Linked DNA regions of Mus musculus: regions 1, 2, 3, 4 and 6 are each linked to region 5. The links are chromatin contacts, called in public Hi-C, HiChIP or PLAC-seq and promoter capture Hi-C maps. All regions are on one chromosome and are shown on one strand. Each heading gives the region's core, a stretch centred on a gene start, on an enhancer-like site or on the middle of the called end of the contact. The rest is flanking DNA. Distances are from core to core; before and after follow the strand shown. Region 1 holds the start of Zfand4 (zinc finger, AN1-type domain 4). Region 2 holds the start of Washc2 (WASH complex subunit 2`). Region 3 has its middle 37 kb from the start of Gm38876. Region 4 overlaps Vgll4 (vestigial like family member 4). Region 5 holds the start of Tsen2 (tRNA splicing endonuclease subunit 2). Region 6 holds the start of Atg7 (autophagy related 7).

Region 1 (3,219 bases), core at 534-3,033, 720 kb before region 5:
ATAAATCATGATGAACACGTATACACAGATACTTCTACTGTAGAGGGGAGTTTTCATAGTTCTAATATAAAACATTCTTAGGAAGCTTGAATTATGCAGATAGCTAACGCTCCTTTAAAAAAAAAAAAACGGCATCACAGGAAGAAACATTGTTGCTAAGAGCACAGTTGTTCTGAGTGGAGTTGCACAACATATGAACTAATGAGAAACAAACAACAGCAGCAACACAAGGACTGTGCTCCCAGTACTGTGGGTCAGAGCTGCAAGAGTACACTACGCAACAGTGGTACTGTTTGTATTTCACTACTCACTCTTACATCACTCATGGTAAATGTGAAGCCAGGTGATAGGGTATTTCCTAGCACATATTAGGCCCTGGGCTCAATCTGCAATTTCACAAAAACAAAACAAAACAACAGCATTATAAGAAGAAAAAGAAAAAAAAAACAGCATTATAGTGAAATACGCATAGGCAACATGTAATCCTTCAATGCACAGATCTGAAATGAGACTAACGTGCCTATAAGTAGAAGAAAATCAGCACAGCAGTAGGTGCATCATCAGTGGTACAAGAACTCCCAAATGAAGTTTGGTCCCAGTTAGTGGCATAATTTCCAATACACAAAAAGAACCGAGGGTGGTGACCATATCTGAAAGCAATTGTGTTGCATACTTTTTTGTTTGGTTGGTTGGTTGGGTTTTTGTTTTTGTTTTTTTCGAGACAGGGTTTCTCTGTATAGCCCTGGCTGTCCAGCCCTGGCTGTCCTGGAACTCACTTTGTAGACCAGGCTGGCCTCGAACTCAGAAATCCGCCTGCCTCTGCCTCCCGAGTGCTGGGATTAAAGGTGTGCGCCACCACGCCCGGCTGTGTCATACTTCTCAGCAAAGGAAATTAATGTAACAAGACAAAAGGTTGTGCTGGCCGGCTAAACCACAGCAGAATATTACATGGCCTAGTGGAAGCTCAAGTGGGCCAATGACCTAGCGTACTAAAACTGGGTCCATTGAGGCCTGCAAGCATCCTCAAAGTGGCCCGTGGTATGCATGAATGAGCACTGGAAAACCAATTGACAATAAAAACGTATAGTGATGTTTAATAATATAAGTAAATAAAACGATGATTAAATTGCTAATTTATCTTGAAAACTGTTAGAGAAAAATCAAAGTGAATTTCCAACATTTCTTTCATCTTTTGAAATGTCTAAAACCAACCAACAAAAGCGGCAATAACTGCACTCAAGGGGTAATTTCAGTACCTTGGCCTTTGCTTCCTTCTCGTCCACAGGAACTTAGTCACACGACGAGTTAGTTTTTAATTTTTCCCCCCAACATAAATATACCCACAATATGTTGCAGCCTTTTAAAAAGGTGACTCTTGTCCTTTTACAGATGTGTGAAAATCGAGCTACAGATTAGAACCACACTCTGGCCTAGGAGCGATGCACAAGTGCGGGGGTGCTGCCCTGGGGCCACAACCAGCAGGGACCACACTCAGACCCAAAGTCGGGTCAGCAGCACCCCGAGCCACGGGTACGACCAATTTGTCCGTGAGTCCGTAGGCAGAGAAGCACGGGTGTGACCAGGCTGCAGCTGAGGCGGGCGCACCGGGGCAGCGAAGACGCAGCAGGCCCTTCCACCACCCGCCCTCCCTCCGGGCCGCGCCGCGCCCCGCCCCGCCGCGCCCCTCACCCGCTCGCCCTCCGGTGGTCGCGTCCGCCCGCTCGCTCGCTCGCCTGCCCGCAGGCGGATAGGAGTTCGCGCGCCCGAGACGCCGGCCTACGCTGGCCCGCGAAGCTCCGGTCCCGCCCTTTGTGACACCGCTCACCAATCGCCGATCAGCGCTGCCGACGCCCTCCAATCAGCTCGCGAGGGGCGGGGCCTAGTCTTCCGCGGCTGGCGGTTGCTCGGACGCCGGGGTCGCACGGGCTTTCAGGAAGGGTTGTCGGTTAGAACTGGCCCGTATGTTGACTCTTTATAACTGGTTGCAGGACCCGTCTAGGGCAGGGTAGGAGACTGGAGACGGGGCACAGCGTCTGGGAAGAGCCGGCACCAGAGTGGCTGGGGCACTTCTAAGGTTCTTTGGGGATAGGAGGGTCTTTGGCATTTGTTATTTACTCATGGCCTAGGACACTTAAAAGGATGTCCATGCTAGTCACCCTTTTCTTGTACTCCACGTTCTCCTAACATTTCTGACTCAGTTGTGTCATCTGTAAAATGGGAACATTTCTATATGCCTTTTGCATTTGAGCAACTATTTGAAGATTATAGGTCAAACAGTCTCAACCTGAGCTCAGATCCCGTCCTACTTTTGCTGTGCACCGAGCTGAAGTGGGATATAAACTGACTGGCTTTCTGACTACACATGCCTTCCAACTAGGTTGGGCCCCTGCTGCTTCGGTTCCTTCATAGGAGGTTCAACTCAAGTGTTTTACCAGGAGGACTGCAGAGGACCATGAAAGCGCTCCCTCATAGTCAACTTGCAAAAGAACCCTGGCCCTGATCAGTCTTCTCCCACCCTCTCATTATCCTCCGAGACCTGAGCCACTAGTCTCCACAGTTTCAACTCCTCGGGACTGAGGTAGATGGTATGGTGAGGCCTTTTGTCAGCCTCTTGCTCTTAAACTCAGCCCATGACTGGGCTGATAACTTCCAACTCTATTGAGGCCAGAGCCATGATGGTAACATGAACAGAGCCTAGGAGGACAGTGCCTGCGCAGGACATCGTGATCACTCACAGCACTCACGTGCTCTAGCATCCAGTGGATGCGCTTAAATTTTATTTTTTTAGCTTAACATTTCATAACCTCATCAAACCATACATCACCAGTCATAACCTACCATTTTAAAGGGCAGACAAAAAGGTCTATTCTCAACAACAATCTTGCAATTTTAGTACTGAAACCATTTACAAAGGAGGAAACAAAAGCTATGAGAGGCAAATTTTTGCCTACAGATAAAAAATCCCATTTCCTGTCACTTCTGAATTCTGACTGGGGTAGCCAGATAATGTAGCCATGATGGAGGCTGTGTTCCAATAAAACTTTCTGCACATTATTAAGACAACAGAGGACCACAGTTCCCCTTACAAGATTGCAGACCCACTTTTTGGGAATTCAGTAGAAAGCTCTTCTCATGGGCTTAGAACCCATAAATGCATAACCTTTCACGTGCTAGACCATCACAGCACCCAGACCCACCGACAGAGCAAACCCTTCAGGT
Region 2 (3,069 bases), core at 188-2,687, 660 kb before region 5:
AGGCAAAAGTGGGGCACGTGAGGCCAAGCCAGGCTTAGAGCTGACCATACTGAATGAGCACAGTGGCTTTTTTGAGAGGCACACAACTCTGCTCAAATGGTAATTGCCCTCAAAACTAAAAACAGAAAAACCAGCACGAGGCAAACCTTATTATTAGATGTTTTTAAAGGTTTGTAAAACCCATGAACTTTACTGATAAAAGACACTGATTTCAGAGAAAGGAGCTTCAGTTACCAAGAACCAATCTATCCACCAAAACTTAGAAGAGAACCTTATTATCATTATAAATGACAATAGTTCTTACTCCCCAAAAGGGATTATTCGAAAGTCAGATACCATAAAACAACTCACATTCTCAATGAACTGGGTATTAGACAGCATGAGGAAGTCATTGAACACATTATGCAGACGACAATGTGTGGCTTTGGTCTCCTGAATTAATCCATCCACCTGCTTCTTGATTTCATGAGTCCTGGAGATAGTCTGCTGTGAGAATTCCTGTAGAAACTGTAGTAGCTATTTTGAAAAGAAACATACACAAGTATCAACACTACATGTGATTTAAAGCAAAACAAACAAACAAAAAACCCCTCCCCTTTTGCCCCTATGTTAAGAAAAAGGGATGATACTGTTGATCTAAGGTCAGGTGACCCTGGAAAGCATTAAGAAAGCTCATCAGATAAGTTTGTCCAGAACACAAAACCAGTATCACATTTCTACAGGGATTTAAAGCCCTGTTTGGTTGTCACGCTCCAGAGACCACATAGTGTGACAAAACACCCCAAATCCCACTTGTATGAAAGTTCTGAGCTCTTAGGTCCCGAAGTGAGCAGATCTACTCAAAAATATGTGCTGCCCCATTTAGCCCCAGTTCTAATACAGAAGGGCCTCCGTAGAGACAAAGCAGTCCTTGGAGAGGGCAGAAACAGAATCTGCTCAGCAGGATGGCGTGGAGGGCAAGGTTGAAAAGCCACTGCACGGAAGGAAACCCGCGTCTGCGCGGCAGAGTGCTGGGTAGAAGCCCACAGGGCCGCCCTCCCCGGTGTCTGAGATTGCGCCTTTGAATACTGGAGGAAGCGTGTCCCCGAGGAGGGGTAACTACAACTCTGTCCCTCCCTTGGCCCCGGGTCCCCCGCTCACACCGGCGTCAGCCGCCAGAGACCAGTTCTGACTGCTGCGGCGGATCTCCTCCACCGACCAGGGCCGTTCCCACACCGGCTCGGATGCCGGAGGCCGCTCCGAGTCGGGGCTCGTCCGGTTCATCTACAGCGAGAAGGACAAAAAGAAGAGCTGAGTCTGGGGCGAAGGATCCAGCCCTGCCCTCCTGGGCCGCCGTCCTCACCACGATGACACCGCCACTCAGCAAGCTCCAAAGTGACTACGGGAGTGGCTACTACACTGCCCACCCAGCGCGGTGGTAATCACATGGTTCACGTCACGTGATGGTGTCCTCACGTGACCTGGGGCGCAGCCTCTGATCGGGAGCTATGGGTTAGTAGCTCCTGGGTAATTGGGTTTGACCAGAGAGAAGGTGTTTAAGCGGCCAGCTAGTGCGAAAGAGGCGGAAGGTACCAGTGGGGCCCATGCTGAGGAGTCCCGTGGCCTACCAGGTGGGAGCTGAAGAGGAAGGAGAGCGGAGGACGACTTCCTGGATGTGCGGCGGCTTTATTGATTATGCATGTGATGTGAGACTAGCCCAGGGCCACAGTGACCCTCAATGTGTACATCTGCTAACCGGTTTGGTTTCAGTTCAATGTGGATCCGCTTGAAATTCTTGAAACCCTCAGCTGAGATTCAAGGCCGGGAGGTGGAGGGGTAGAAATCGAAATCCAAAGCTCCCCTGGCTGTCCACTAGCACTTCCTTGTGAACAGACCCCTTTCTGAGTTGGTCTTGCCCAGACTGACTTTTAGAAATAACCCCTTATCTTTCCTTTTTGTGTGCCCGAGAACAAGTTACTTAGCTTCTTCTATAAGCTTTCTTCTGCATATTAAAGAAGCAATACAGCCGGGCATGGTGGCGCACACCTTTAATCCCAGCACTTGGGAGGCAGAGGCAGGCGGATTTCTGAGTTCGAGGCCAGCCTGGTCTACACAGAGAGAAACTCTGTCTCGAAAAATAAAAATAAAAAAGAAGCGATAATAGGTGTTAAAACAGATAGTGCCTGGTATATGGTGAGTGCTCACCTTAGATCTTATCATTTCTCCTGTGCAGATTATTTTTCCAACTTTCAGATTTTGCTTTGTGGCCACCTCCGTTGAAACCTCATTAAAGATTTCTCTTTGGTATGCAACTAAGACAAATGAAAACCTGCTCAGGTAAAAATCTGCAAGAATTTTCACTGTAGTGTTGATCCATACCCAGAAAGCAGAAGCAATCTAAATGTCCATCAGGTGACGAATGGATAAACAAAATGCTGTAGAACCACGCAATTCACCAAAAGAAATAAAATGCTGATATATGATAGGGCATGAATTAACCTAGAAATACTTCAATTGAAAGAGGTCAGTCATATACATGAGCACAGGTTATTCTATTTATATGAAATATCCAGAATGGATCAATCCAGAGAGAGGAAGTAGGTTGGTGGGGGCCAGGGATTGAGGAAAGAAGGGAATGGGGAGTTAACTGCTTATGAGCAAGTAGTCAGCTGTGAACTAGTAAAGCCAGGGTAAAGGCTCAGGTTGGTTTCTGTAGCATTAGTGTGATTGTATCTGTGTTGCTGTTAGGGTGAGCAGGTGTTATAGATAGACATTAGATTTAGGGTTATGATTAACATTGTGGTTATGGTGCTATTTTGGGGGTTAGGGTTAAGGTGGCTGTCTTAGTTATTTTTCTATTGTTATAATAAAAATTACCTCAGAAGCAACTCATAAAAGGAAGGGTTATAGTTAGGATTTAGTGTTACGGTTAATGCTGAGATAGTTGTGAATTATGGTTAGGAGAGCGTTAGTCTTAGGGTGAGCGTAACAGATGAAGGTTTAATTAGGATTAGGGCAGCCTTAATATTCATTACACAGCTGGGTATGGTAGCACACAATTTCTTTATCCCAACCCTGAAGAGGCATATC
Region 3 (3,256 bases), core at 392-2,891, 560 kb after region 5:
GTTCCTTAAGCCATTCTGTGGGTCTGATTCCCACTTGGTGAATAAACAGGGTGACATCATGGTGCCATGATCTCAAGGGATTGTTGGAGTTGGCCTGCTGTTTGCTGGTTGGGAGAGGCTGGCAGTGGTCTCTGGGGATGTTTGTCATCACTACAGCTCATAGTCCTGTGGCTCTCAAGGGATGGGTGACAAACTGCCATCTTTCGGTCCCTTCGGCCTCCTCATGGCCCTCTGTACTTAGTCTGCTTGTCTCTACAGTTCAGCCAGAGTCCTAGCTGTGCAACTCCAGGAAACTTCCTGAGCATCCTGGGCCCACATTCTGTTCATATAGAGGGCAGAGGACTACTTACTACTGACTTGAAGGATTCATCACTGTGAATATCAGCTCAGAATCTACTTGGCACACCCCTGATGAGGGTCAGGAAGAGAGTGGACCCCAAGGAAATGATGGCTCCTGACCTGCATGGAAAAGACACTACTACTACTACTACTACTTCCAATGTATACAGAGGGCGCTGGAGAGATGGGCCCATGGTTAGGGGCACTGGCTGCTCCTGCAGGGGATCTAAGTTGGATTACCAGCACCCACCCAACTGCCTGCAACTCCAGTTCCAGAAGATCCAATGTCCTTGACTAGGCTCTGCAAGCAGTGTATGCACGACACAGACACACAGACACAGACACACACACAGACACACAGACACACACACACACACACACTACATCGCAAAAATTCTTCTAAAAATGTTTATTAAATGGGGAATGGCATTCAGTAACCAGTAAAGGGAGGAGAAGCCATACTCTCAGGTCCTGTTGGCAGAATCTAACATGCAGTAGCTGTTCAATAACTGTGACATTGAAAACCATCGTGAGTCTTGAGCACCTCAAAAGGCAACAACACTTAGCATCTACTATAGTCCAGGTACTATAAAGACCCGAAGGAACTTATTTTTAAAAGGAAAGCTAGAATTTGACTCCCAGATTACCTGATGACCAGTCATTATATGATGCTGGACCATGCTAATTTCACTCATGAGGATGAACAGGCATGAAGCAGGATCTACCTTGGGGAGGATAGATGTTTTATGAATGAAATCACGATGGGTTGTGCAAACAGTCTGGCAAATCTGGACCCTATAGCCAGCATCCCCCACAGGGTGAATGAGTCAGTCAGCTCTGCGCTGTTCAGTGGTGTGGCCAGCAGGGCAGAACTCCTTAGAGGTTTTTCTGTGGCTCTGGGGGTCTCTTGGTTGTGAGAGGATGGGTACTTTACCAAGCTGCCTTGGCAGCAACTGTTGAATGCAGTTTATAGCAAAGGTGACAATGTCCTTCTCTTCAGGGTCAAGCTGAGCATCGTGGCTGGACAGAATCAAGTGTCCCTAACACTGGAAGGCTGGTCTGCTTGTCCAAGTCCCTCCCCATCACCTGAAAAAGATTCTGTGCCGGTAAGTTTTTGTCAACGTGATACAAGCGAGGGCCATCTGGGAAGAAAGAGCCTCAGTCGAGAAAAAGTTTCTATTTGAGGCTTGTGGGCAAGTTTGGTTTTGTTTGTTTTTTGATTAATGATTGGTGTAGGAGGGTCCAGCCTACTGTGACTGGTGCCACCCCTGAGCAGGTGGCTCTGGGATATATAGAAATGCAATCAAATCAAGCCATGAGAAGCAAGCAGGTAAGCAACGCGCCTCCATGGCTCTGCTTCAGTTCCTGTCTGCTGGTTCCCATGAGCTCCTGCCCTGGCTTCAGTTAGTGATGAACTGTGATCTGGGAAGTGTGAGCTGAAATCAACCCGTTCCTCCCCAAGCTACTTTGAGCCATGGTACTTACCACAGCAATAGAAAGCTGCCTGGTGGGCTTGTTCTTTGGGTCACTCAGAGGAAGATGTCTGCAAGGTCCAGACTTCTGATGAGACGTAGCTATGCCATTCTTTGCCAGATCCCTAGATATTGTGTTGTCTGGTCTCTCTAACTAACTGTGAATGCCATTCCTAAGGCATCCTTTGCCAGCTTAGGGTAGGCATCTGGCCAGGCTGGGGCTGAGGAAACTAGGGAGGTAGGGAGAAAGGACCCCGCCAACCAGGCTCAGGATAGTAGGCTTTCCCAGTGTTTCTCAGGCTTAGAGGACATACCTAGCAAGCTTCCTATGTGGGTAGTGTGAAGACTGGAGAGAACAGAATTTTAGTCAGATGTGCTCAGTTGCTGTTGTGGCTCCTCAGGAAGGTGTTGTGGGTTGAGATGGTCCTCTGCACTTCAGCCTGGCTCTGTCAGGCCAGCTGTGCAGTCTTGGGGAAATAGCTGAACCTCTCTGAGCATTGATTTGCTCAGATAAAAAATGGTGAGTGATAGACCTGTCATCACAGTCATTGTAAAGGTGAACTTTGATCTCCCACTGTGAGACACTGAAGAGGGACATGGGATCTGATGTTAGATGCTTGGAGGAGGGACTGCAGGAGGTAGGTGCTCGGGGTTTGGTTGTCAGGTCTTCAGGGTGTAGCCTTATGGTCAACATGCAGATACCTGTGCAAAGATGGAGCCAGGGCCTTGGATACCGTTGGCTGGGTGAGGGCTTGTTTGCATGCAGGCATCCTGGATTCAGTCTCTGGAACTACCAAAACAACTACCAGATTTATAAAGAAGAGGAAGCAGGACTCGTGTGACTCTCCCTATCTGTCACCATGACTGCTGCACCATCTGAGACTCGGCCAGCAAACAGTCCCTTGCCAGACACCTGGGGCCATGCGCATGCACTTCCCACCTCCTAAATTATGAATCGAAGAAACCTTTCCTCTTCTTAAACATTAAAAAGCTACACTTATTAATTTGTGTGTGTGTGTGTGTGTGTGTGTGTGTGTGTGTGTGTGTGTGTGTGTGTAGGCCAGAGGACAACTTGTACAGTTGGTTCTTCCCTTCTACAGTGTGAGTTCTGTGGATCAAACTCAAGTCATTAGTCTCGGTGGTAAGCACCTTTACCCAACAAACCCAAACCTTATTTCTTTATAAAGTTGCCATGCTTCTGACATTTGGGTATAACAACAGAAAACTCACTATGACACTTGGTTTAGGTCTTTTCCTCCTGAAAGCAATCAATTCCTAAGACAACTTTTCTCTCCCCTCCCCTCCCCTCTCCTCCCCTCCCCTCCCCTCCCCTCCCCTCTTCTCACCTCATATCTTTTTTTCTTTGCCTTTTCTTTATTGTCATGTTCTCTTGTAGCCCAGGCTAGCCTTAAACTCCCCATGCTGCTGAGGATGGCCTTGAGTGT
Region 4 (2,992 bases), core at 383-2,882, 660 kb after region 5:
CCCGCCCGACTGCTGATAACATCCTAATTTTCTTTGCATAGGTGAAGCTTCCCTCAGGGGAGAACCCAGGATGCAGACCCTCCCGGTGGCCTCTGCGCTCAGCAGTCACCGCACAGGCCCGCCTCCCATCAGCCCCAGCAAGAGGAAATTCAGCATGGAGCCCGGGGACAAGGACTTGGACTGTGAAAACGACCACGTCTCCAAGATGAGCCGCATCTTCAGCCCCCATTTGTAAGTTCCACCCTCTTTGGGATCTTGCCTGCTCTGGGCTGGGCTGTGTTTCCCTTCACCTTTCCTCCCATCACGTCATCATGATTTCCTTAGTTATTGATAGAGGACGTTGTTTATAAAAGATAGGTGGTGTTTATATGACAGGAAGGTGTCGAGCTGACTTTAGTGACTGGTGCAGAGATGACATCTTATTTCTTTTCAACTCCGACAACCTCTCATGTTGGAGGGGAGCAGCCCTGAAGGTGAACTATGGGTGCTGTTTGGAAAACTTGGCTTTTGCTTGCCAGTCTCCTCTGCTGGCCATTATGCAAATCGATACTGGGTGTTTGTGAGTTACCCAAGTGGAAGGCTGTTGCATGGGCGTTCAGTATTGCACCCTGTTGTGACCATGCACCGCACTGTGCAGCTGGGGGTAGCCTGGAGCCATGGTGACATCTCTTGGTGTCAGATCCTTGATTGGCATTGCAATTGATTGGATTACCCTAGTGTCTTCTCTGATCCTCATTCTCTCTCTCTCTCTCTCCCTCTCTCCCTCCCTCCCTCCCTCCCTCCCTCCCTCCCTCCCTCCCTTCCTCCTCCTCCTCCTCCCCCTCCTCCTCCTCCTCCTCCTCCTCCTCCCCCTCCTCCTCCTCCTCCTCCTCCTCCTCCTTCTTCTTCTTCTTCTTCTTCTTCTTCTCTCTCTCTCTCTCTCTCTCTCTCTCTCTCTCTTTCTTTCTTTCTTTCTTTTCCAGACAGGGTTTCTCTGTATAGCCCTGGCTGTCCTGGAACTCACTCTGTAGACCAGGCTGTCCTCGAACTTAGAAATCCACCTGCCTCTGCCTCCCAAGTGCTGGGATTAAAGGCGTGTGCCACCACTGCCCTGCCTGCCTGCCTGCCTGCCTGCCTTCCTTCCTTCCTTCCTTCCTTCCTTCCTTCCTTCCTTCCTTCCTCTCTCTCTCTCTCTCTCTCGCTCTCTCTCTCTCTCTCTCTCTCTCGCTCTCTCTCTCTTTCTTTCAAACTTTATTTTCTTTCTTTTATTTTTTTAAAGATTTTATTTATTTTTATGTGCATTGGTGTTTTGCCTGCATGTATGTCGATAGGTCTTCTGGAAGAGCAGCCAGTTCTCCTAACTGCCTAGCCTTCTCTCCAGCCTATCTCTTAAACCCATTTTCAACTCAAAGCGGCTTAAGCTGGCGTTCTCTGAATCTGTGACATGGTCTGGCCGGCTAAGACAGTGTATGTCACATTGCACTTTCAGGACTTGGTGTCTGGGCTGTGGCAGTTGTGTAGCCAGTCCGTGTCCCCATGTGCAGATGAGTGGTTTGTAGTCACTGGGATTGCTCCCCAGCCCGGGCTGGCTGATGCTGGCAGCAGCAGGTGCAGTGCAGGGTCCCTCCTGCAGACCGCGCTCTGTAGCTGGAGGCGGCTCTGGCCTCTGCTGCCTCAGCCCGCGTCCTCACATTCCGCGCATGCCAATCTGCCTGCTCTGTTGTGTTCAGTCATAAGACACTGACAGAGGTATTTATCCTCAAATAAATCACTGTAGTGTTAGTCAGAGGCTGAGCCTGCAGTCTGGAGCCTGGAATTTGCTACACTCAGGAATCTAGCAGCGGAGGCTGCGCAGAACAGCGCCCTCTCTCACTCACTGCCTGGGAGGGAATCAGATGGCGCTCCTCGCTGAGAGGCCTGGCATCCATGCTTGTACTACCCTCCATCCAACTTTCCCAAACCCAAATGAGAGACTCTTGACCCTTTGTTTTATTTTTTCAAGGGAGGGGAAGGGAAGAAGAGGCAGCCTTGTGACTGTGTAGACTGGGGCCATGCTTTAGTTGAAGTCCTCCTGCTGTGGCTTACCAGCTGTGAGACCTGGTGTTTCTGGGCCCCATGTCCTTACTGTCAGATGGCAGTGATCGGGCTGGCAGACTGAGAATCTCAGAGTTAAATCAAGGAAATACTCAGGTGGATACTATTATTCATAACCTCACTGTGCAGATGTTGGCTGTGGGGACAGCAGAAAACACGAGTGTGATGAGTGTTTGAGAATGTGTGTCTTAGGCTGGGTACTCTGGCTCAGATGCCACCTTCTTCTTGTCCCACGGGGCAGTGAGTATGCCTTCTCATTAGATTATTGTAAGGATCTAGTGCAGTGCCTGGTGGCCCGGCTTCCGTGACCCAGAGTGGCCTTGAACTCACTAGGTAGCCCTGACTAGCCTTGAACTCTTGATTCTCCTGCCTCTGCCTTCCCATCATGGGGATTATGGACGGGCACCATCATGCCTGGCTGTAGTTAAAAACATTAGAGTATTAAAATAGTTGAGAAATCATTTTGTAGCTCCTTGGTGATTGAAAACAAGAGCTTGAAATACCGGTCTGTGTCGACACTCTAAAGAGCTTTAAGCCTACAGGATGGTGAGGGGTAGCAGTGGTATGGCTGAATGGCAGCATCTGCCTGGTGCCCATGGTCCTCACGTAGCCCCCAGCACTGTGGAAATGAGAGAAGAATCGTCAGATTTGGTGCTCAGCTCCCAGTTAGCATCATTATGCAAAGTTTGAGGAAAACTAGAAACTGTGCCCTCATTCTGCCAGGCTCTCTGGGCTCCCAAAGGAAAATCCAGGTAGGTGGATTTTCCCCATTTAAAAAAAAATTATAGTAAAATACACATATAAATTCTGTGTGCATGTTCATGTATGTGCATGAAGGTGCACATATGTGTAGGTGTGTGTGGAGACCAAACATTGACACTAGGTGTTTTCTCAATCTTGCTCACTCGTGTTGTTGGTA
Region 5 (3,063 bases), core at 14-2,513:
GATCATTCAAAGAAAACTCTCTATCAAAGGAGCCACAGTCCCAGCCCAGCCACATTCTTTTTTTTGTTTGTTTGCTTTTTTGTTTTTTCGAGACAGGGTTTTTCTGTGTAGCCCTGGCTGTCCTGGAACTCACTCTGTAGACCAGGCTGGCCTCAAACTCAGAAATCCGCCTGCCTCTGCCTCCCAAGTGCTGGGATTAAAGGCGTGCACCACTATCGCCCGGCTGCCCAGCCACATTCTTATTCCCATTGTACAAGTGAGAAGAATGGCTTGCAGCGTGTGTGTGTGTGTGTGTGTGTGTGTGTGTGTGTGTGTGTGAATGTATCTGCAAAGACTGTTAAGGAGAAACCTGCTCATGCCTGTCACCAGAGCACCACAAAGCATATTTCTGTCCATCAAAAGCAAGGCCTGTCCTTCATTCTTCTCTTAATCTGCTAGCCTAATATTCATTTAAAAATTTCGGTTTTGCTGACACGTGGCCTTGTTATGCAGCTTTGGCTAGCTTTAAACTATGATCTTTCTGCCCCAGCCTCCCATGTACTACAGCTAAAAGCACGAACCATGACACCCAATGGTCAGCCCAACCCCGCTCTATATGCTTCTACCGTCAATCCAAGCACAAAGCATACAGTAAAAGGTGGGTCCATATCACTTTCCAACACTCTTGGATCAGGGGTCAAAGAAGCCTCTCTTATGGCAAACTTACTCATGGTCTCTTAGCATGTATTTTATTTATTTATTTATTTATTTATTTATTTATTTATTTATTATTTTGAGATGAGGCCACACGTAGCCCAGGCTGGCTCCAAACGTGATATGTAGCTGAGGAAACTTAAAACCAGCTTGATGCTCTCGCTTCCATCTCTGGAAGTTGGGATTACAGGCGGGCAGCAGCTTGGTTGGATGCGGTGCTAGGAGTAGACAACAGGCTGCCAACCGAGTCCCATCCTCAGCCCCTCGTGGGCTCCTCATCATTTGCAAACACACTTTCATCTGTGTCCCCCACTGCACAGCTCCTGGGCCGAGGTGCAGGGCTGAGGGCCAAGGCAGACCAGCTTGGGGCTGGGGCAGATGGCATCTGTCAGCGAGAGCGAAGCGCTCCGCAGCCCTCGGGACGCTGTGCCCATGCGCGCTTGAGTGACAGCCACAGCTCCCACCCCGCTCCCGCCTGAAGTCGCTCGCACGCTGGACACAGAACGCGAGAAACAGGACTACTCAGTCTTACCTTTCGCCGCCACGCGCGCCCACCGTTACCCGGCAACCGGGGGGCGGCGCTGCAGCCGTCAAGCAGTGCGGCCGCAAAACCAGTTGCACGCAGCCGCAAAAGGGACTGGCTGTGTCCTAGCACAGCACGCCTGCGCACTGTACCGCTGACGATACATTCCGCCCCATCCCCCGGCTAAGTCTAATGAGGAAGGCTAAGGGGTAATATATCCCGCCTTAATTCTCACAGCAACCCCCAAGGTTTGTTTGTTTGTTTGTTTGTTTTCCTTTTGAGATTACATAGGTCTCACTGTATAGCCTTGGTTTGCCTGGAACTCACTTTGTAGCCCAGATTGGCCTTGAACTCATGGAGGGACACCTGCCTTTGCATTGCCAGTGCTCACTGCCTGTAAGTTCTAACACAAGGTCCATTTTTTAGAGATGAGATATGAAGCAACCTGCCCCAAAAGGCTGCCCTTGACCTCAGTGTGATATGAGATTTTTTTCAGCAGTGAACCCTGAATGCTACCAGGGAAGATGTGCCCACTGGAGCAATAATGGTGCGAAGGTTACAGAGGCAAACCCACATTACTGATTGACTCTGAGGCTGTTCGACGGAGGGAACTCATGCCTGGTATTGTAAACCTGATCTAAAGTCTCAGGAAGTCAAAGGCCCTGAGGAGAAACTGACTAGTATCTTGTTAAATGAAGAGGCCCAGCTACTTCCAATTTTTTTGGTTATACCCACAGCTTAGTGTTACCTTCGCCCCTGGCCAGAGAAGCTCCTCTCTGCAGAGGGCTGTGGTGACTACACAGGCTCAGTACTGGTCAAAATGCTGGCAAGTGACTGCTGAGAGCTCAGCTTTAAATGGGGTATCTATATTAACCCTTGCCTGCCCGAGGCTGAGGAAACATGGAAAAGGAGGGTGATGCAGAAAGGAGGCAAGAGCCAGAGGATGGGAGAGTGCTGTCTTCTGAACATGACAGAGCCCAAGGCATTCACGGACTCACAGCAGACTTGGGTACCTACATAAGGCGTGGTCAAGATCAAGCCTGAAAGATCAGTTAACCTTCTAGCCGGCAGTACTGACTGTATTTGATGGATGACCAAAAAGATAAAGGGCAAAGGGAATGAAGATAGGAAGGGATGAAGGGATGTGTGGGCAAGTAGAGGGATGGGAGGGGAGAGCTGGGGGTGGCTGTAGTCAAGATACACTGTATGAAACTGTTTAAGAATACACAAAAGATAACAACAAAATGTAAAACAAAGAATGCAGACAGGCAGGTAAAGTTTCTGTCAGGTGTGGTGGTGAGTGCCTTTAATCCTAGCATTTGGTAAGAAGCAGCCAGATCTCTATGAATCGAAGACCAGTCTGGTCTACATAGCAAGTTCCAGATCAGCCTAGACTATATAGTGAAATCCGCCTCCCCTTCCTCCCTCCTTCCTTCCCTTCCTCCCTTTCTTCCTCCCCACCCTCCCCTTCCCTAGGTTGGGGTGTGAATTAGTTGTAGAGCAATTGCCTATCATGCAGAGGTCCTGGGGTCCATAAAAACAAAACAAAACAAAACATAAAAATGTTTCTCACATTTCCAACTTTTGCTATCTTGTTTCTTTCATATTCTTCATATCTCAACCTCCTTATTGGACTATTTGAAGATAATTCCTACCCACACATGGTGGTATGTATTTATAGTCACAGTTACTATGGTAGCTGAGAAGCTAGCATCTTTTGAGGCTGGGAGTTCAAGGCTGGGCAGTATACTAAGACCCTTGCTTATCTCTTAAAAGAACATCATGAAGCAGAGCCTTGTTCTCACACGCCTTTAATCCCAGGCAGAGGCAGGCGGATTTCTGAGTTC
Region 6 (3,085 bases), core at 491-2,990, 900 kb after region 5:
GAACTGACTATAAAGAACTAAGTGCATTTAGCTACAGAGGAGAGAGGAAGGCAGTCTAGCAGTTTTCAAAGATACACATGGGGCAACTAAAAGCAAGTATGACTCTAATTGGGCAATGGGCTGTGACTGCAAGCCACAGTCCTTAACTCCTCACATGACTTTTTTGAGTAAGAACTGGGTGGAGGCAAGCTGGAAGCAACAGGAAGTCATGAGCTTTCACAAACCAAGGCCAAAAAAAAAAAATAAATAAAATAAAATAAAATAAAAAATAAACAAATAAACAGTCTATGGGAAAGGAAAAGCCCGAGGCAGAGCCCTCAAGTCTACAAGGCAGACAGGTCTGTTTACCAGTTACATGGGTTTTAAAAAAAGAAAGACAAAGTCAAACCAACATAAAAAGCCACCAAATTAGCACGTTTGAAAGGGAAAGCACATTTGTGACCAGGATTTATAAATAGGATGCCTGATATGGGAGTGAAGCTCTGAGGTGATGATAGAGTATTTGCTGTCAATATGACTCCAAAGTCTCTTTTTTTTTCCCCAGGAACCACTTTCCATTTGTTTACCCCTGTTTCCCCCCTGTATAAGCTATAAGGCACACACACACACACACACACACACACACACACACACACACACACCGTCTTGTAATTTATCCATTAGAAATAGGAAACCCTGGATGTAAAAAAAAAAAAAAAATCAATAAATAGTCCATGATATTATGATGCCCAGCATGCAGGAACACATCAGAAAAACAGGCGTAGTGGTACACACCTGTAATCCCAGGACTCAAGGAGGTGGAAGTAGAAATATAAAAACTCAAAGGCCGGCCTCTGCTTCACTGAGTGTTCAAAGACAGCATGGGGTGCATGGCATTCAGTCTTAAAAAAATAAATTAATTTATACTGGAAAGCTGACTCGACTCAGTGCTTACAAAGACCTGGGTAGGGTTTCCAGCACCCATATCAGGCACAGCTTGCCTGGAGCTCCACTTCTGCTGGGGTCCGCCATGTCTTGTCTCTGGAGGCATGAGACCACACACGCATACACGCACTCAAAGTTACAAATAATTTTAAAGAATTAAATAAAATTGCAGACGCAGGTTGATTCGGTCTCATCTCAAATTCAATTTGGCATGTGCTGGTAATTGAACCCAGGACCCTGGAACGCTGAAGAACCGCTCTGGGACTTAACTACATCCCACACCCGTTTTCCAGTTTGCAAAAGGGTTTGTGTCCGATTGCCTAGGCTGGTTCTAAATAGCAGTTCTCTTGGCTCAGGTTCCCTGCGGCTGGGGTCACCTCTCTCCGCGACCATGCCTGGCTCAGAAACTTTCTGACAAGTGCATTTGCCTCACCAGGCTGATTTCCTATAAAGTACTAATTTGTAATCTCTGGGTCCTTTAAGGGGATGCAGAACCTCTAGTAGAAAAGATTTAATTATGTCCTCCTCATAAGTAACAAGATCAAGTCCCTTCACAGTCCGGGGACACAAGCTTACTCCGTGGCCGGTCCACACACGCCAAAGGCAGCACTTCACAGAATGAGCAACCAGAGGCGCCTCCCGACCCGGAGATCGCAACACTCTCTGCCGGAGTACGAGGGGACCGAGTATAGACAGGTGAAGAATATTCCAGACCAGCCCAAAACTGGCTTCAGCTTTCCTAAGTGAACCCCGCCAGCCCCGGCAGCTGCTCCGCAACCACGGCTTACTTACCGCCGCTCAACTTCCGGCAACCACAGCCCCAGCCGCGCCGCGCGGCCCAATGACGTAATAACCCAGCCCACACAAACGCGGAAGCGCGGCGCGCATGCGCACTACAACAACAACGACAAAAAGGGTCCCCACAACCGCAATAACGGGGCGAAACTAAGGCTAACCTGTAAGCCTTTTGGGGCTTGTAAGGAAGATTACATTTTCCTGCGAGTGACTCTACAGTACTACGGAATTATTATCAAATTCCCAGGGTAGTACTAGAGTACAGGTGTTGAAACAAGGTTTATTTTTATTTTTTGCATTTTTAATTTTTTAAAAAGGTTATGTCCTCCTCATATTTACACTACATAGCCATGGCTGTTCTGGACCTGTATACATATACATCAGTCTAGTCTCGAACTAACAGAGATTGCTTACCTTTGCTTTGCCCCAGTGCTGGGATTAAAAGCTTGCCCAACCAAATATAACTCTGGAAAACCAAATAGAATCTAAAATATCCACCAAGCTACTGCAGCCAGCAACTTCAGTGACTATAAAATCACTTCTTAAGAACCTAATATGGGCCAGACGGTGTGGGATATGTCTTAAATTCCAGCATTTGGGCTGGGCGTGGTGGCACAAGATTTTAATCCCAGCCCTCAGGAGGCAGAGGCAGGCAGATTTCTGAGTTCAAGGCCAGCCTGGTCTACAAAGTGAGTTCCAGGACAGCCAGAGTTATACAGAGAAACCCTGTCTCGAAAAACAAAACAAAACAAAACAAAACAAAAAATCCAGCATTTGGGAGGCAGAGGTAGGTGGATCTGTGAGTAGTGAGTTCTGGGACAGCCAGGGCTACACTATCTCAAACAAAACAAACAAACAAATAAAACGAACAAAAAACTTACTACTGGGAAAACATTTTTTTTTTTGACAGGATAATGAACATAATGAAATGCTCTAGCCTGGGGAGTCTTGCACATGAGTGACTTCCTTAGCGACAAGAGTGTACTTGACTTGATTTAGTTCTATAGTCCAGGATGATCAGAGCTCAAGGCAAGCATCCTGATACCGCATCACCATTGCTGAGATGGCAGTCCACGGACACCTTTCCTGGCACACAGTGCCTTTGGAGTGCCTCTAGGGATTCATCATAATATCTTGGACTATTTATTGATTTTTTTTTACATTAAGGGTTTCCTATTTCTAATGGATAAATTACAAGGTGGTGTGTGTGTGTGTGTGTGTGTGTGTGTGTGTGTGTGTGTGTGTGTGCCTTATAGCTTATACGGGGGGGGGGGCAGAGTAAACAAATGGAAAGTGGTTCCTGGAAAAAAGAAAGAGAGACAGACAGAGAGAGAGAGAGACAGACACTTTGGAGTCAGAGTGACAG

Evidence for each region. A called contact is a pair of places that touch in the nucleus more often than the background predicts. HiChIP or PLAC-seq counts read pairs in DNA pulled down with a chosen protein or histone mark. Capture Hi-C pulls out chosen DNA fragments and counts their contacts.
Region 1: an HNF4G HiChIP or PLAC-seq map of pancreatic cancer cells shows a contact between it and region 5. The contact joins the promoter of Zfand4 here to the promoter of Tsen2 in region 5. A contact is called at or near these places in 1 of 39 promoter capture datasets (pre-B cells), 2 of 484 Hi-C or Micro-C datasets (CD4 T cells and regulatory T cells) and 1 of 115 datasets of contacts at active chromatin or transcription factors (pancreatic cancer cells).
Region 2: a promoter capture Hi-C map of adipose tissue shows a contact between it and region 5. The contact joins the promoter of Washc2 here to the promoter of Tsen2 in region 5. A contact is called at or near these places in 1 of 115 datasets of contacts at active chromatin or transcription factors (pro-B cells) and 2 of 9 other capture datasets (adipose tissue and liver).
Region 3: a contact with region 5 is called in an HNF4G HiChIP or PLAC-seq map of pancreatic cancer cells. The contact joins the enhancer-like site here to the promoter of Tsen2 in region 5. A contact is called at or near these places in 2 of 39 promoter capture datasets (hippocampal neurons and neural stem cells), 3 of 484 Hi-C or Micro-C datasets (the N1E-115 cell line and embryonic stem cells) and 4 of 115 datasets of contacts at active chromatin or transcription factors (embryonic hindbrain, embryonic midbrain, forebrain and 1 more).
Region 4: an HNF4G HiChIP or PLAC-seq map of pancreatic cancer cells shows a contact between it and region 5. The contact joins the enhancer-like site here to the promoter of Tsen2 in region 5. A contact is called at or near these places in 2 of 39 promoter capture datasets (embryonic stem cells and hippocampal neurons), 3 of 115 datasets of contacts at active chromatin or transcription factors (embryonic stem cells, pancreatic cancer cells and regulatory T cell precursor) and 1 of 9 other capture datasets (adipose tissue).
Region 6: a contact with region 5 is called in a Hi-C map of B cells, with 9 read pairs. The contact joins the promoter of Atg7 here to the promoter of Tsen2 in region 5. A contact is called at or near these places in 1 of 484 Hi-C or Micro-C datasets (B cells), 1 of 115 datasets of contacts at active chromatin or transcription factors (pancreatic cancer cells) and 1 of 9 other capture datasets (liver).

Annotation. Positions count from the first base shown.
Region 1 is chr6:116,262,783-116,266,001 of GRCm38.p6, reverse strand. It overlaps Zfand4 (zinc finger, AN1-type domain 4), which reads right to left and starts at 1,783. Exons shown (of 10, transcript NM_001309446.1): 1 at 1,690-1,783.
Region 2 is chr6:116,206,401-116,209,469 of GRCm38.p6, reverse strand. Washc2 (WASH complex subunit 2`) reads right to left here and starts at 1,437. Exons shown (of 31, transcript NM_026585.3): 1 at 1,343-1,437; 2 at 1,141-1,263; 3 at 352-516. The coding sequence starts at 1,263. 9530062K07Rik (RIKEN cDNA 9530062K07 gene) reads left to right here and starts at 1,477. Exons shown (of 4, transcript NR_131013.1): 1 at 1,477-1,568; 2 at 2,213-2,316.
Region 3 is chr6:114,981,221-114,984,476 of GRCm38.p6, reverse strand. No RefSeq gene overlaps it. Among named protein-coding and RNA genes, the nearest start is that of Gm38876, 37 kb to the right of the region's middle. Within about 2 kb of position 1,641, at least 8 of the 459 cell types and tissues checked have an H3K27ac peak or open chromatin away from gene starts, as enhancers often do. A contact at or near this core is called in pancreatic cancer cells, where this site is marked.
Region 4 is chr6:114,887,856-114,890,847 of GRCm38.p6, reverse strand. Vgll4 (vestigial like family member 4) reads left to right here. Exons shown (of 5, transcript NM_177683.3): 2 at 42-231. Among named protein-coding and RNA genes, the nearest start is that of Vgll4, 32 kb to the left of the region's middle. Within about 2 kb of position 1,632, at least 214 of the 459 cell types and tissues checked have an H3K27ac peak or open chromatin away from gene starts, as enhancers often do. A contact at or near this core is called in adipose tissue and pancreatic cancer cells, where this site is marked.
Region 5 is chr6:115,542,891-115,545,953 of GRCm38.p6, reverse strand. Tsen2 (tRNA splicing endonuclease subunit 2) reads right to left here and starts at 1,263. Exons shown (of 12, transcript NM_199033.2): 1 at 1,226-1,263. It overlaps Gm36355 (a long non-coding RNA gene), which reads left to right and starts at 1,307. Exons shown (of 7, transcript XR_869382.3): 1 at 1,307-1,612; 2 at 1,713-1,837.
Region 6 is chr6:114,641,782-114,644,866 of GRCm38.p6, reverse strand. Atg7 (autophagy related 7) reads right to left here and starts at 1,740. Exons shown (of 19, transcript NM_028835.5): 1 at 1,717-1,740.